Regions from separate parts of the Mus musculus genome. Here region 2 is linked to region 1. Evidence: chromatin contacts called from public HiChIP or PLAC-seq data. All regions are on one chromosome and are shown on one strand. The core of a region is the stretch at or near the end of the contact, and the rest is flanking DNA. Distances in the headings are between cores, read along the strand shown. Region 1 holds the start of Rbpms (RNA binding protein gene with multiple splicing). Region 2 overlaps Mboat4 (membrane bound O-acyltransferase domain containing 4).

What was found. HiChIP or PLAC-seq counts read pairs in DNA pulled down with a chosen protein or histone mark.
Region 2: a contact with region 1 is called in an H3K27ac HiChIP or PLAC-seq map of embryonic stem cells, with 5 read pairs. The contact joins the enhancer-like site here to the promoter of Rbpms in region 1. A contact is called at or near these places in 2 of 39 promoter capture datasets (the 3T3-L1 cell line and the C10 cell line), 4 of 115 datasets of contacts at active chromatin or transcription factors (embryonic stem cells, microglia and pancreatic cancer cells) and 3 of 9 other capture datasets (adipose tissue, liver and pancreatic islet).

The regions. Positions count from the first base shown.
Region 1 is chr8:33,927,347-33,933,212 of GRCm38.p6, forward strand. Rbpms (RNA binding protein gene with multiple splicing) reads right to left here and starts at 2,517. Exons shown (of 8, transcript NM_001042674.2): 1 at 2,130-2,517. The coding sequence starts at 2,195.
Region 2 is chr8:34,122,044-34,127,909 of GRCm38.p6, forward strand. Mboat4 (membrane bound O-acyltransferase domain containing 4) reads left to right here. Exons shown (of 3, transcript NM_001126314.2): 3 at 1,712-3,142. The coding sequence ends at 2,675. Among named protein-coding and RNA genes, the nearest start is that of Gm39158, 4.1 kb to the left of the region's middle. Within about 2 kb of position 2,363, at least 108 of the 459 cell types and tissues checked have an H3K27ac peak or open chromatin away from gene starts, as enhancers often do. A contact at or near this core is called in embryonic stem cells and pancreatic islet, where this site is marked.

The DNA.
Region 1 (5,866 bases), core at 1,267-3,766:
CATTCTTAGGAAGGAAGACAATTTCAAAGCCTGACTGTGTGACCTGGGAGACCCTACTTATAAACAAAATGTACAAAGTAGCCAGAGAGTGTTTGCCTGGCATGCCTAATGGTCCAAGGTTCACTGGGAAAAAAAAAAAAAAAAGTCAAGGAATTAAGATCACTCTTGACAGTTGTCTGTATTCTCCACACTCCCACCAGTACACAACAAAGCTCTGGAACCTTCCTGCTGGGTCCATTTCTCAAATAACGCCAGTTTTCCTAGCCAACAGTTAACACTTCCCAGAATCACGTGCTGTTCCTACCTGACTGGGGGCACAGGGTAACAAGGCAAATAAGTCAGATGATTGCACCAGCCCGGCCTTTACTTACTAGATGAGATCACCAGGAGTAGGGAACCTTAGTTCGGCAAGCACTTTCAGCTAAGATGGACCAAGAGAAAAATCTGACTTGCCATAATTTTAAATCAAATGGGTATGGGACTTAGAGACAAATCTATTGTATTAAAACCTTGAAAACAAACAAACAAAACCAAACAAACAAACAAAAAAACTATGAGGTTCTGTTAGCTTCCAAAATCATTTTGAAAGAAGCAAACTTTATTTTTGTTGTTGTTGTTATGAGCTTTTTCCCAGTTTCGACTTTCCTGAACCAGATGAAGGAAACAAGGTCGTCGGCTTCCCAGAATCTCTCTCTTAGCAGAGCTAAGGGCACTGCTGATCATGAATGAGTTACCCTGTGTTAATTAAAACATGTGAAACACCAGCAATCTCCTAAAGAGCAAAGGGGCCATCTTTTTTTTTTTTTTTTTTTTTTTTTTTGGTAAGTTTAACTGGTCAGGAAATAAACTGAAAAACAGCCGGAACTTGCAGACGGCCCCTGGCTTTGTTATAAAACAGTATACACAAAACTTTCCAAAGCAGTATTGCTGATAAAATAGCTAATTTCTTCAGGTGAAGAGGCAGTTTTTCAACTCTTCCATTCATTTAAGAGGCACCAAGTCACAACTGAGCTAAGATCTATTTTTGCATTGATTTGCATACGTTTCGATCTCTCCTGTCTTCCCCATTTAAACAGTTCCCACTTTACCAGTGGATAGTTCACGCAGGTCTGAGTTGGGTAGATGGATACTCTTCTTTAATGTTTGGTTTCACTCTCTGTGTTTAAGTTTGCACAAGCGTCCCAATACTCTCACCATACTAACTGCTTTAGAGTCAGTTCGGGTTGTGTACGTCCCCTTTATTAGGATGTAAATTACCTGTAAGAACACTTTTTTACGTTATAGTGGGATGGGCAGTTTCTGCTACTGCACACTCAATTCTGGGAGACCTTTAAAATGGTAAATATAATTTCTTGTATTCCAGATAACACATTTGCAGGAGTGAAGGCGAAACAGGATATCACAAAACTGACAAAATTCACGAGCCCCAAGTACACCCCCGTCCACCACCGGCGTTTTCAGTAAGAAACGCACCACAGCCGCAAATTGTTTGTAAATTCCGAGTGTGCCACATAAAGTTGTGATTTTCCCCCCTTTAAAAACACCCTCCACGCACCTTTGCTTTGGGGAACCCAAAGCTTTTAGCCCTTGTTACTCTACGCCCCCACCCCCACATTCGACCTCTCCCAGGTTCGGCGGGGGTCTCCGACTCATCGGAGAAGAATGCGTCCTATGAGTTATCTATTAATCCAAAATGTCTCAGCTAAGAAGATATTTCACCCAGAACTTTTAACACCGAAAGGGAGGGAGGGAGTAAGAGAGGGAGGGGAGCTGGGGTCGGAAGTATCTTTTACTGAGAACTTTCCCAGAGTTTCTCCCTTCGCCATACCTCCCTCCCTCCAATTTCCAGCTGCAAGACGCAAGAACCCAAGTCCTGACCCTCCCTGGTCCCAATCATCTGAGGTCACCCGGGAGTCAGCTCTCGATTCCGCTTTCAACATCCCGAGTAGACAAAGCTGAGCATTCTACTTACAAAAGTCTCGGGAAAGTCCTCAAAACTTATGCAATAACCAGAGGCAGGCGGACGCGCGTGGACCCAGTCCCGCGCCCTCCGGACGCCCGCGTCCCGTGCTACTCCCCCCAGCCCCGGCCCGTGCGCCCCGCGCCCCCCAGCCAGTCCCCCTCAGTACCTCCTCCTCCTGAAGGTTGGCCTCGCTCGGGGTGTTCTCCTTCTCGGCTTTGCCGCCGCCGTTCATCTTCCCGGTCCTTCGTCGCCGCGCGGGACTGGGGCGCGGGGTTGGAGGCGAGGGCGAGGGCGCGCTCGCCCGCTGCTACCTTCCCCCGGGGCGGGCTGCGGGGCTGGAGCCGGGCGGCGCAGCGGAGAGCCGAGACGGACCGGCGGGCGGGGACCTCCGAGAGGCCGGGCGAGCCCCGGAGTCGGGACGCGGCCGAGACCGAGGAGGCGAGGCGGCGGGCGCGGTTGGGACCGGAGCCGCCGAGGACGCGCTGCTGGCAGGCTCTGGGCAGCGGGGCCGCACGCAGCGCGCTTTCTCTCGCCTTCCTCCCTCCTCCCCTCCCTCCTCTCCTCCCCTCCCTCCTCTCCTCCCCTCCCTCCTCTCCTCCCTCCGCCCTCCCTGGACGTGCGCGGCCGGACGCAGCCCAGAGAGACGCGGATCGGGACAGCGAAGCCCCCCGCGAGAGGAGGGGCGCGGGGCGGAGCGGTCGAACCCAGGGCTGGGCTGGGCTGGGCTGGGTTGGGCTTGGGGGAGGGGGGGTCGGCACCGGGGTCACGAGGCCGCGGGGACCGCGGGCGGAAGGTCGGGCCGCCCCTTCTTTCTCCAACCCCGTGGACCTAGGCGTCTGGGCGGGCCAGCGGCGGTGGGCTTGGAGAGGGGGCTCAGAGCCGAGGACAAGCCTTTCGGGGTAGGGGTGGGGGGCACATGGACTGGAGCGCGCTACTTTTGTTTGCTTGCTTTTCACGACGGGTGTGCACCCAAACCCACCCTCCGTGGCAATACCCGCCGAGACTCGGTTCTTCCCGGGCAGAAAGGTGACGGGCACGCGGGACAGCCCACCACCGAGCCCCGCTTTTGCAGGACACCGCTTGCCACCCCATTGCGGGTGCCCGAGTACAGCGAAACCTCCCAGCCTCCCCCCGCCCCCCCCACTTCGGCCGCTATCGCTCTCTAGGCTTCCGGCCGCCCCTGTTCAGACTCGCACAGCCGGCACCAGACTGTTCTGGAATCGGGTCTGTTTACATCACTCTACGGGGAGCCCCTTCCTGGAATACAGGACTACGTCCTGTTTATCTCTGCCATAACTTAAGTAGGCTACCTGGAGCGTAGTCCCGGAGCGTAGTAGGCCCTCCATATGTACTTGTTGACTAAATATCCCTCACTGCCCCTCAAAGGTCAAGACATTTATCTCTAGAGAATCAAAGCAATTACCCAACACCGGATGACCGCATAGCTTCCACTTCCTCATCTATAAAATGAATAAATATTTCATACATATATACACACACATACATATTCTCCCATTTCACTGATTATATATATACACACACACATATATATTACAATCATTATATGTGTGTGTGCATATATGTATGTATGTATGAATATATATATATATCCCAGGGTTTTAGAGATTATAGGTGGGGCGAGCCTCAGGTTCCTAACACCCATACTTGCACAATTGTGGTTTACAATAGGCGGAAGCTAGCATTATTATTAAGGAAGTTTCCATTTTCCTGGTCCTAGAGAACTTTTCCAACAATAGATCCTGTAAGCTCCTAGACTTTTGACTAGTTTGGACAGACATTTAAAACCCACGATTCAGCGGATGGTGCCTGTCTCTCTGAGGAAGTTCGTCTGGCATGCCGCACCAATCACGATTTCTCATTTATGGCTTGGTTTAACTGTTTATCTCTTTCTCCCTACTCCACATTCTTTACCCTTCCCCGCTTTGTGTGCGGTTGGGGGTGGGGTGAGGCGGGAGAGGGTGGGAGCTGAAGATAAGGGCCCTGCCTTTAGGCAATTCAAAGTAGTGTTGTGGAGACAAGATACCCCAAACAACTCCAAGGCAACATAGTCGCTGAATCCTGGTTCAAATTATAAAAAGCAGGATACGCGCAACGTCGTTCTTTTGCTTTTAAAGGCGTTGCGAAGTGAAAATCCATAGTGATACTTGGTTTTAGATCATAAGTTTTCTTTGAGGGGATCTGGAGACGTGGGAAAGTTTCTAAAGGAAAATAATGTTTTAAGTTGCTGTCATAATACCACTGCTCTCTGTAGGAACCAAGATGCCTTCTGGGAGGAAATGAACCAAGAGTCTTTGGAACAGCGGTAGAAAAAGTTCAGAAGCAAAACTGCAGTTGATTGGAAACTTTGTCCGCGTTTTGATTTATTGATTGTGCTGATTGGCAGCTCTTTGCTCGGCCGGTTTTTCAGTCAGTTATAAGAGGAACCACGAGGGGGCAGTGTCTTTCTGAGCGATACGTGAGTGGTGGGCTTGGGTGGCTGCACCGGCCAGTAGAACTAGCTAGCCCTTTGCCCTTCTTGGCGATTCCTGCCTGAATACACTCCACAGAGAGACATTGTTCCGCAGGAGCCTGGCAAGGACCCAAGAAAAAAATGACAAGCTGGTCCTTAACGGTTCCAGTGGGAACCCATTTACAAGAAGGTAGATTAGGTTGTGTGGTTTCAGGATGCTGGGAGAATCTCTGCTCTCACCAGGAAAAAAAAGTGGCTTAATTCCAGGTATGGAACCTGATTTTTTTTTCTTTCTTCCTTTCTTTCTTTCTTTCTTCTTCTTCTTTTTTTTTTTTATCTTGAATTCAAACCAAAACTTTGTCTTTTGTTATAAAGTTATCAACCTCTGGTGTAAGAAAGAATAATAAAAAATTAAAAAAAGAAAGAAAGAAAGAATAAGTCCTGTGAGGGGAACCTGCCTGGCATCTTTGTGTGTTCCCAGCATCTGGACAGTGCCTAACACATAGCAGGCACTGTTATTTTTAATGAATAAACACACCAGGTAGTGGTGACACACGCCTTTAATCCCAGCACTCTGGAGGCAGAAGCAAGCAGATCTGAGTTCCAGGCCAGCCCATGATCTACAGAGCAAGTTCCAGGAAAGCCAGAGCTACACAGAGAGATGCTTTCTCGAAACAAACAAAACAACACAAACAAACGAACATCCTGATGGTGTATAAAAATGGTCACTACACGGGGTCATAATTAAATTCTGGAAGGTCTAGCCTGGATGGAGACACTGCCTACAATAGGAGGATTGAAGAAAAAGATTTCAAGAAATGAAATGTAAAAAAAAAAAAAAAAAAAAAAAAAAAAAAAAAAAAAGGGCTGGTGAGATGGCTCAGTGAGTAAGAGCACCCTACTGCTCTTCCGAAGGCCAGGAGTTCAAATCCTAGCAACCACATGGTGGCTCACAACCATCCATAACGAGATCTGACTCCCTCTTCTAGAGTATCTGAGGACAGCTACAGTGTACTTTAAATAAATAAATAAATAAATCTTAAAAAAAAAAAAAAAAAAAAGTATGGTTCGAGGCCAGCCTGGTCTACAAATTGAGTTCCAGGACAGCCAGGACTATAAAGAGAAACCCTGTCTCGAAAAAAAAAAAAACAAAAACAAAAAAATCACACCACTGTATTGACAAAGAAGGCAATCAAGTTGTCAGAGACAGCAGAGTACTGTCTCAGTGCAGTAAGAGAGTGAGATAATACGACACCTGGAAGACAGGATTTCATTTCTATCCTTTCGGTAAAGGAATGGTATGGACTTATTTGGAAGAAAAAAAAAATTCCAGTAACGTATTAAACAACAAAACCCAAGGAAAACCTGCAAGCCGACCTTCAATATTTATAATCTGGTTGCAGCTGTAAGAAAAGGAGGAGAGGGAGGAAAGG
Region 2 (5,866 bases), core at 1,113-3,612, 190 kb after region 1:
AAAAAAAATTGATTTAATGTATATGAGTACACTGTAGCTGTCTTCAGACACACCAGAAGAGGGCATCTGATCCCATTGCAGATGGTTGGAACCACCATGTAGTTGCTGGAAATTGAACTCAGGACCTCTGAAAGAGAAGTCAGTGTTCTTAACCACTGAACCATCTCTCCAGCCCCCCCCCTTTTAAATTTATTTATTATATGTAAGTACACTGTAGCTGTCTTCAGACACTCCAGAAAAGGGAGTCAGATCTTATTACAGATGGTTGTGAGCCACCATGTGGTTGCTGGGGTTTGAACTCCGGACCTTCAGAAGAGCAGTCGGGTGCTCTTACCCACTGAGCCATCTCACCAGCCCCCTCTCCAGCCCCTTTAATTGCTTCTTTAAAGACCCTGTCTCTAAATATGCTCACACTCTGAGTCACTAGGGCTTGGAACTTAAGGATGTGAATTTGGTGGGGGAGGGGGACACAGCCTGCAACAGAGGGGAAGTTGGATTTGGAGGTGACCCTGCTCTCAAGATAAGTCAGGCAAGAGGATCTGATGACCTTAAGTCAGAAGGAGACACAGCCATGGCTGGGGACAGTGCTGGCTTCTTCATTATACATAGTGTGATTGTCATTTTCTCTGGCTGTCCTCAGCAATCTCAGAGTCTCCAAGGGTGTCACGGAGAGAGTTCAGAAGACTGGTGGAAAACAAGTGTTACCTGCTTAGGTGCTACTCCTCCTCCTCACCCTGATGCGTTTTCAGTGTGCACCCCCAGGCACCGGAATATTATAATCAGGGCCTGGCTTATGTTTAACAATTCAACTTCCTGGAATCATCTTTTTACTACGAATTCTTATTTATTTTATTTCTAAACTTCTTCCATGTCTCCAGTCTTAATTTCTTTTTATTGATTTTTATTTTTTTTATGTATGGAATGGTCTAGAAATTACTCTACAGTATAGGCAAACCAACTCACTCTCCTCCTGACCCAGCCTCTTGAATGTAGTATGTGTCACCACACCAGGTCTGATCCTAATATTTGTAAGCCGTTCTCTTTTTAAAGGAACATTTTTAATTAATTTATTTATGATTGATTTGTTGTACACAACACAGTACTCCTATGGAGTTCAGAGAGCAACTTTTGGGAGTTAGGTGGTTTTTTTCATTTTCATTTTCTTTTCTTTTCTTTCTTTCTTTTTTTTTTTAACCACGTGGGACCTGGGAATTGAACTGTGGTTGTCAGTCTCAAGTGCCCACTGAGCTATCTCTCCAGCCGTTTATAAGCTATTCTAAAATATTATAACCAGGAGGTGGAGAGATAGCTCAATGGCTAAGAGCACTGACTGCTCTTCCAGAGGTCCTGAGTTCAATTCCCAGCAACCACATGACAGCATAAATATGAGTCAGATGGGTTGGGGTAAGGTTTTCTCTGTGTAGTTCTGACTGTGTAGTTCTTGCTCTGAAAACCATGCTAGCCTCGAACTCAGAGATCCAACTGCCTTTGCCTCCGCATGCTGAGATGCTGGGATTAAAGGAGTGTGATACCCGGCCTGGGATAATTAGTGGTTTTGCCCTGGAATAATGCACGGTTCTGAAAGATTCTAAGAGTGTTTGTGGAGCGTGATTTGCTATGAGATCTGTGGGCAGGTTGGAGGCGAGAGAACAAGTGTGAGACAATAAATATGGCGTGGCTTCACATACATGTTTATTTAAATGTCTTTCAGGTTCTACATCACTCTTTCTTCCCTCATGCTCTTGACGCAGAGAGTCACATCCCTCTCACTGGACATTTGTGAAGGGAAGGTGGAGGCCCCGAGGCGGGGCATCAGGAGCAAGAGTTCTTTCTCTGAGCACCTGTGGGATGCTCTACCTCATTTCAGCTACTTGCTCTTTTTCCCTGCTCTCCTGGGAGGCTCCCTGTGTTCCTTCCGGAGGTTTCAGGCTTGCGTTCAAAGATCAAGCTCTTTGTATCCGAGTATCTCTTTTCGGGCTCTGACCTGGAGGGGTCTGCAGATTCTCGGGCTGGAGTGCCTCAAGGTGGCGCTGAGGAGCGCGGTGAGTGCTGGAGCTGGACTGGATGACTGCCAGCGGCTGGAGTGCATCTACCTCATGTGGTCCACAGCCTGGCTCTTTAAACTCACCTATTACTCCCATTGGATCCTGGACGACTCTCTCCTCCACGCGGCGGGCTTTGGCGCTGAGGCTGGCCAGGGGCCTGGAGAGGAGGGATACGTCCCCGACGTGGACATTTGGACCCTGGAAACTACCCACAGGATCTCCCTGTTCGCCAGGCAGTGGAACCGAAGCACAGCTCTGTGGCTCAGGAGGCTCGTCTTCCGGAAGAGCCGGCGCTGGCCCCTGCTGCAGACATTTGCCTTCTCTGCCTGGTGGCACGGGCTCCACCCAGGTCAGGTGTTCGGCTTCCTGTGCTGGTCTGTAATGGTGAAAGCCGATTATCTGATTCACACTTTTGCCAACGTATGTATCAGATCCTGGCCCCTGCGGCTGCTTTATAGAGCCCTCACTTGGGCTCATACCCAACTCATCATTGCCTACATCATGCTGGCGGTGGAGGGCCGGAGCCTTTCCTCTCTCTGCCAACTGTGCTGTTCTTACAACAGTCTCTTCCCTGTGATGTACGGTCTTTTGCTTTTTCTGTTAGCGGAGAGAAAAGACAAACGTAACTGAAATCTTTCCCTGCCCTTCATCTCACCTAGCCATTAAATACTGCTTAGGAAATGCCAGAAGATGCCTTGATGAATAATGTATTTAAAACTATTCATAGTGAAAGTTTTTAAGTATTGGATGGATAAACCTGATGGCTGGCCACAGAGATGTGTTTCTCTTCTGTGGTGGTTTGAATAGTAATGGCTCCCATATGTTTATATATTTAAATGCTTAGAGGGTGACACTACTTGAAAGGACTAGGAGGTGTGGCTTCATCGGAGGAAGTGTGTCACTAGGCTTTGAAGTTTCAAAAGCCCAGTCCTAGTTTAGCGTCTTTCCCTGTAGCTTGCCGATCTGGATATAGAACTCTTAGCTCCTCCAGCACCATGTCTGCCTGCATGCCGCCATGCTTCCTGCCATGATGATAATGGACTAAACCCCTGGAATTATAAGTCAGCCCCAATTAAATGATTTCCTTTATAAAAGTTTCTGTGGCCGTGGTGTCTCATTACAGCAGGGGAACAGTAATTAAGACTTGTGCATTAACAAGCTATTCTATTGTTACTGAGGTACAAATTGGAGAAGCACAGGGACTTCTCTAGATGTGGAAGTGAGGTTGAAATGAGCCTGGATATAAAAACATCAGGTGTGAGTAGAGGGCGTGATTCAGTGAGTGTCTGCCCAGCAGATGGGAGGGCTGGGGTTTGAGCCTCACTACCAGATTTAAAAAACAAAACCAAAACATCAAACTACTGTGAACCGCATGAAGATGTTATATGCACAGAAATTAAATGCTTAGTACCCATTGGGCCCAGTTGATTCTGGGATGTGAAGTATTGCAATCTGGTATGAATGACTTCTTATTGCCATAATGAAATGTTAGAGACAGGCAGACTTATGAAGGAAAGGATGTTTATTTAGGTCTCAGAGTTAGAAGTGCAAAGTCTGATGGTTTGGCTTCTGTTGATCCCTGATGGTGGATGCTGTCACATCATAGCAGAAGTGCGAACAGGGACAATGGCTCAAATCTTGGAGTAAACCAGAGAGCTGTCTGGACCAATATTATTTTCTTTAACACTCCTCTTAGGAAAAATACATCTCATGAAAACTATCTTCAACTCTTTGAGTGACAGGACTCCATTGGGGGTCCATCTCTTAAAGGTTTTGCTGTCTGTCAACACTGCCACCCTGGGGACCAGGCCTCCAACACACATACCTCTAGGAAACATTCAACCCTAATAAGTCAGGCAAGGTGGCACAACACTGAAATCCCAGGACTCTGGAATCCTAGACAGGAAAATCTGCAAGTCTGAGGCTGGTGGCTACTACATAGCCTTTGACCTTGCAGAGGGTCAAACAGAGACTCAGACCAGAAAACAAAAAGTATGCCTGACAGGAAGCAAAACTGACAAACTCAACCATGCTATAACAAACTAGATACTCAGCCCTTGCCATAGCTTGAAAAATTTAGTCTATGTAATCATCTCAGTTCTGAAAACAACTCTTAGCACCCTACAAGACTGGACTTTCTGCTGGACCTCACAGCCGAGCTAATACTACACCTTGAGGTCACTGAAGACTAAAGTCGGCTATCCTGCTCTGTACTTGTGCTGTTTATTTAACCTGCCTTTCAGAGAACAAACCTTACTTGCCTTGGACTTCCTATGTAAACATCTTTTACAAGCTAAGCTAATAAAAAGTTGTAATCTTATGTTATGTACCCTTACATGCCCTTGACCCAGATAATGCATGTATATCATTTGCTAAAAGCAGCTGTCTTTAGGGTTTCTATTGCTATGAAAAACCATGGCAACTCTTATAAAGACAAGCATTTAATTGGGGGTGGGATTATGGGTTCAGAGGTTTAGTCCATTATCATCATGGCAGGAAGCATGGCGGCATGCAGGCAGACATGGCGCTGGAGAAGGAGTTGAGAGTTCTATATCTGGATCCATAGGCAGAGGAAGCAAGATGACACTGGGTCTGGCTTGAGTTTCTGAAATCTCAAAGCCCACCCCTAGTGACACACTTTCTACAATAAGGCCACACTTACTCCAACAAGGCCATGCCTCCTAATAGTTCCACACCCTATGGGCCTATGGGGAACATTTTTATTCAAAGTACCACAGCAGTAAATACAGAAATTGAAAGCAACTTCCTAAAATGTACTATAAAGGTTGAAATAATCCATATATTGGTTGATAAACAATGATGTTTGTTGTCTGGTTCAGTTGAGATCAGTTTTGTTGTGGGGTCCGCTTAAATCCAACCTACAGCCAATATTACTCAAACATCAGGTCAATGCAGATGTCAAAAGTTTATGGTAATCAAGCTGCTCTTGATCTATCAGGGCTGAAGAACAGACTCAGGAGCTAATTATGACCCTGAAGGGACCTTGTATAGCATATTTAAAGGATGAAACCATAAAGCAAGGGGGAAGTAGTGTGGGCTCTGGTATTGACCAATCATATTTTAACATAAGTTGAACAAGGGAGTGTCCATCAGTAGGGATAGGAGTTGGTTCCTGGGGCTGGGAACAAGAACTTTGACCCTGCCTGCAAGATGGAAAAGTTGACCCTGAGATGTCTGGACTCAGACAACTGTGAACTTACAACAGAAGCTGTTCAGCTTTTGGGAAGTCCCCAGCTCCCGTAGGTCCTAGTTTAGTTTCTCCCTATGATTAAATGGAGTCTGAAACAGTAGTACTTAGAGTAAGTTTCTTTTGGTTGTTCCCAACAAGTTGGAGCCAGTGACTTCTTCTAAGCTCTGTTAGAGATTTCTGCAAATTGTCACATTCCTTCCACACATGCAAAGCCCTTTGTTAGGGCTGGACACACAGACATACAACAGAAGCAGACAAAATAGGCAAACACACAGGGACAGGCACAGATACAGGCTGATGGGGCAGACAAAGGACAGAAGAAATGGAGCGCAACAGAGTATCCAAATCCAACTCCCGCTTGGTTAAGCGACTCCAAGAGGAAGTGCATTTATTTCTTTTCCTAATGTGACACCAAGGCATTATTTGTGACATGAAGTCAATCACTACTGCATTTAATCCATGCAGGTCTGGAGTTGGAAATTTGGAATATATATATATATATATATATATATATATATATCCAAATCTGTATTGACTAGTTTTCTCAACTTGATACAAAGTAGTCACCTGGAGAAGAGAGGGGAATCTCAGTTGAGGAGTTATCCCTATC